Linked DNA regions of Gossypium arboreum: region 2 is linked to region 1. A link is a contact called in public Hi-C data. All regions are on one chromosome and are shown on one strand. The core of a region is the stretch at or near the end of the contact, and the rest is flanking DNA. Distances in the headings are between cores, read along the strand shown.

Region 1 (2,700 bases), core at 64-2,563:
GCGACGCTCATGTTGGCGCAGTTAATATTGTCGTTTTCTCCAGAAGCTGCCTCAGTGTTGCAGGGCATGGCCTGAGAGGCTCCTGATTCGGGAGCCATAGCCGGAGTATCGCTGGAATCAACGACCGTCAATTCCCTAACTACGCTCTTAGAATTAGACTGTTTAGATTGTTCCACCCTCACCGCTTTATGCCTGGAGAAGTGAACGAAGTTCTGAATCCTCGTCGACTCCAACTCATTCCTCCTCGACGGCGGTATCGGGGGCCTAGAAGCTGACGCCACAGCTAAAGCTGAAACTTGAGTAACTTTCCCGAGTGGAGGAGGAGCGGAGGTTGTGGCGGTGGTGGAGGTAAGGCAAGGGGCGGCGGAGGAAGGATAGAGGAGATCAGCACAGAAATCGTGGTCGAAGCTGGCGTCGCTGAGAGGATAGTGAAGCCATGAAGCCATTTCGTCTTCTTGAATAAAGAGGTGATGATCGGTAAGCGATTGCTGCTGCTGCTGCTGCTGCTGCTGTTGTTGATGATGATGGTGAGATGAGGAAGACCGGATCTCTTTGGTAGCAGATGGGTCGGCGCCTTGGAATTTGAACGGCGGTGACTTCTTGATAGATCTTTGGTTTTGGCTCTGCATAACAACTTGACCGTTTTGCCACAACAGCTCCATGATTTCATCCTCTGGCCTATTTCATAATTCCATCGCGTCATCAACTCACGGTTTTGGCAACAATAATAAAGCGATAAAAAATAAATAAAATAAAGAAGAGGAAGAAGAAGGCTTAGCTTACATGGAAGGCTTTTTAGAGCGAGTTAAAGTAGAAGGGATGGAATCATCATCTTCCATTTCGAAATCGGGGACGCAGTGATTCATCCTCTCTCTCTTAACACTTTAATCTGTATTTATATTAATCATTAATAACCCACCCAAATAGAAAAATTGTAGAAAAAGGAAGGAGGAAATTGTAAGTATTTAAGGTGTTAAGGCCGTAAGAGAATGGTTTGTTTTTTACTTGTGTAGAAGTGGAAATCCTAAAAGAAATACAACATAGGTGGTGTTATGAAAAAACCCTAGATAGGAAACCAAAATATATTTGAAAATCCAAAGCCGTACAAAGCTCTCCAACGTTGTAGCATATGTATATATACTGAAATGGCAGATTGGCAGTGTGAGAAGAAAAAAGGAAGCAGGAGAAGGGTTTTTTAGAAAAAAAAGATTTGGTGTGGGGATGAAGTATAATTTAGGTGTTTCACCAAAGATAAGATCCTGTTTTTCTCTGCATCTTTTGACAGTGGATAGTACCAACGCTTTCTTCCTTCTTATTAATAATCAGATGCCCACAAACAAAATGGTTGTTTTCTTTTAGCTGCGGACCCCAATCTTTTTTTGTTTCCACAAATTGACGGTACTGGTTTTTGTGTGTATCAATTATATATTTTGTATATCAACCATGTATTTTAATTACATGAATTGTAATCGGCTTATTAACTAGATTCAAATTTTGATGAAGATCCATAATTTTTATAATTATAATTAATTTAATTTAAATGTAATATGAGTACTTTTTATATAAAATTACAAGAAAAACTATAAAATTCTTTATTTTTCAAATCCAATTTAACTTCTACCATTATCTTAGTTAAAATACGTTAAAAATGATTATATTTATTAAAATATATATATTGAAAAGAATGTGAATTGTCAGCCCTGGGTTTTATACGTATGCTCAAATTGTACTTATTTTTAATGCTAAAAAATTTGCTTTCAGCTGTGAGAATGCTGAATTACAGTTCAACACCTGCTGGGCAGCTGTCTTTACTACAAGTCAAGTCGGTTTCTCTTTCTTTATATATAATATGTTTTTTGGACACTAAAGTTATAATTATTGAGTTCCATGCTTTTGACAAATGAAATGATAATTTTGTCGCTGGTAATTACGAAACTGCATTCAATTTTCTTCTTTTAATTTTCACTTAGTCCTATTTTTATTAATATATTTTGTGCCACTGCTGACGCTAATTTTTTATTCCAAGAAAAATTACGTTACAATAAAAAAAAAAAACACGAGTTACTTAAATTGATAAATTAGAAAGAAAGAAAAGTTGGATTTAATTATGGTTTAAAACAATGATTGGCACATAGCCTTTCCAAATAAAGTATTAGTACTAGGATACTAATTTTGATACATTCAATTTAAGTATCATCTTATATACTTAATATTATATTTAATAAAATAAAATTGTAGTCATTAAAGGAAAGTGAGTGGGTTTACTTTAAGAAGAAAATGACAATTAACGGTAAACTGTCTTATGATGTAAACTTAATTAATCCTTTATTATTATTATTATTATTATTATTATTATTAATTCTTCTTCTTTTAGATAAGATGCTACCTTTTTTATATGCTCTTTATAGATTTTTTTTGGTATATAATAAGTGGTAGTTGGATTATTTATGTTATATATATATATATATATATATATATATTTCCTTTTAGCACTGGCAATAATTTATTATATTTCTTTTATCAAAATAATTATTTTATAATATCATCTCTCTTTAAGCATAATCAGAATCTTTTTCAATCTCATTCAAATTTATTTTAATATTGGAACTCCAAATTAAATTCTTTCTTTCTTTTTTTTTAATAAGGTGTTTATAAGTATTTACCTTCAAGTAATTATTTAATATTTAATGTTGTTGAGGT
Region 2 (2,700 bases), core at 152-2,651, 240 kb after region 1:
ATGCTTTAGTTCTTCACAGCAGACTTTTTGAACCACACTAAACATAAACGTATCTTTTGAGAGTAGGAGAGTATCAAGCATCTGCTTTTCAATAACATATGATATCCATAGAGATAATTGCATGAGGACCCTAATTCACGAACTTGCTTTCTTAGTAGTATTAATAAAAAAATAAAATGCAATGAATGACTAGTCCCACAAGAAACATCCCACAAGAAACATGGAAGCCATCCCGAGGTAATTAAGGATGGTAATTATTCAATTGCATAAAAGCATTCACTAATGACTTCTACAAAGCTAAGGTAACTTTAGACAGCAATAAAATAAGGAATGAGTTAGGTTTCCATTTACCAAGAACTGCGAAGACAAAAATGATAACGAATTATTTTAAGGCAAAACAATTCGGAAGCCCTTGACTCATTCAAAGCTAAGAAAAACCGTATTTCCTATCTCCATGAATAAAAAACATTATGGTAAAGTTCCACAAAGCACAGGAACAAAAGTCTTCCATGGATTGATATGCATGAAAGTCAGTTATAAAAAGGAAAAGGAATTATATTAGCAGTAGACAACCAATAACATAAAAGGAAATAGATAGCAACTCTACCTCCATGAGAGTGAGAAGTAGGCGTCTCGCAGCGTCTCTGACGGGTTGCTTAGCGTCACCTAACCGTTCAACAACCGCGGGAACAAGCGCGTTGAAGTGCAACTTCAAGTGATCACCAGAGAGGACGGCGGCAGAAGCAAGAGCCTGGAGAGCGCCCTGGGAGACTCTGAAGTTGTTGTCGTTGAGGAGATCCATGCAGCAATCCACGAGCGAAGTAACCTCCGAAGAAGTCAGACTCTTTCTGGAACCTTCGAGGAGGTGGTAGAGACGTTCCACAGCCGCCATCCGCTCCTTGGTGTCTTTGGCGCGTGCCAGCTCTAGTGCCTCTTCCATCTGGATCCCGATCCTCTCCTCAGATCTAAATTTCTCAACCAATTCCAGTAATTTGGAAAAAAACAATAAAAATAAAATTTGAGGAAATGTGTTTGGCAGAGAGGAAAGAAACTCAATTAAAGGCAAGGAAAATGATTATTATTGGTAAAGAGATATTTAGCGAAGAAGTTGCGCTTATTTTCTTTGTTATTATTTTTTCTTTTCATTTCTTTCCTCAAAAAAGAAATTATCATTACGGATGAAAGGGGTAGAGATGGTAGAGTGGACTGAGATTGACGGAGAAGATGATGAAAGTGTGTGGTTCAGGTAATTAAGGAAACTGCCCATCCCTTTTGTATTATTTTACGAGTTTTTGCCTATTTTTTTTTGTTTTCGCGCGAGACTGCGATGTGCTATTTTTTTAGTTTTCTTTTGTTCAGTTGTAACCGTCATAAGGATAACACAAGGATGATCGGATACTTCAGATTTGGAATTTACTAGTCCAGCTTTTTTTTGGTTTAAAATTTCTAGTTATTCTTTTATTTCAAACAACTTACTTTCTCTAATTTTTTTGTTATTACATTAACTATCGAGTAATTATTTTTTATTTTAAAGCCTTGCAAACATTCTATTTTTATAGTCGCTTTCGGATTACAATCTTTCTTCTCTTTTTCTTTTGTTTTTATCGCTACTTAGCTACTGTTATTTGCGTGTTGTTTACTGTTTTTTGTAGGTGGTGGTTGAGGAGCAGTTGATGGTGGCAGAGGCCAGGAGCAGCAGCGACGCAGGCTAAGGTGCGGCGCGAGCTAGGGTAGGGTTTTTGTTTAGTTTGAAACAGTTTAGGTGTTTGGGCCATTTGGGCTGTTTAGGCTATTAGGGTTTTTTAATTTTGGGTTGTTTAGGCCTGTAATTTGTTGTAAATGGACACTAGACTTTAATTTTTTTTTTTGCTTTCTTTTTTTGTCTAGGCCTAGACGAAATTGGGCTTTCACAGTGGCCTCTCTTTGCTCATTGTCGTGCAACGAGAAAGATTTTTAAGAATGACCAATTTCGTTTGGTCTCGCCAAATCTCGACCTCTTTGGTGCTCCTCTTTTTCAAGTAGTTTCATTCTAACCCATTGCAACTTCAAGGAGATTAGACTTGTAGTTTTAATCTGCTCCACTGCAACTTCAAAGAGATAAGATTTGTAATTTCAATCTGCTCCACTACAACTTCAGGGAGATAAAATTTGTAGCTCCAATCCGCTCCACTACAACTTCAGGGAGATAAGAATTGTAACTTCAATCTGTTCCACTGCAACTTCAGGGAGATGAGACTCGTATCTTCAATCTACTCCACTGCAATTTCAAGGAGATAAGATTTGTAGCTTGTAGCTTTAGTCTATTCCACTGCAACTTCAAGGAGATAAGACTTGCTATGGTAGATTTAATCTGACCTACTGCAACTTCAGAGGTATAGGACTTATCATTTCAATCTACTCCACTGCAACTTCAGGAAGGTAAGATTTGTAATTTACAGCTTTAATCTGCTCCACTGTAACTTTAGGGAGATAAGATTTGTAGCTTCAATCTGCTCCACTTGAACTTCAGAGAGATAAGATTTGCAGCTTTAATCTACTCCACTGCAACTTCAGGGAGATAAGATTTACAGCTTTAATCTGCTCCACTACAACTTCAGGAAGATAAGATTTGTAGCTTCAATCTGCTCTACTGCAACTTCCGAGAGATAAGATTTACAGCTTTAATCTGCTCCAGTTCAAGAAAATAAAACTCGCTACGAT

The links. A called contact is a pair of places that touch in the nucleus more often than the background predicts.
Region 2: a contact with region 1 is called in a Hi-C map of leaf, with 2.6 times the contacts expected there. The contact joins the promoter of LOC108450813 here to the promoter of LOC108460197 in region 1. A contact is called at or near these places in 2 of 5 Hi-C or Micro-C datasets (both in leaf).

Annotation. Positions count from the first base shown.
Region 1 is chr7:61,088,167-61,090,866 of ASM2569848v2, forward strand. LOC108460197 (transcription factor PIF1-like) reads right to left here and starts at 1,314. Exons shown (of 9, transcript XR_008285950.1): 1 at 784-1,314; 2 at 1-678.
Region 2 is chr7:61,331,992-61,334,691 of ASM2569848v2, forward strand. It overlaps LOC108450813 (CLIP-associated protein-like), which reads right to left and starts at 1,402. Exons shown (of 21, transcript XM_017748590.2): 1 at 608-1,402. The coding sequence starts at 940.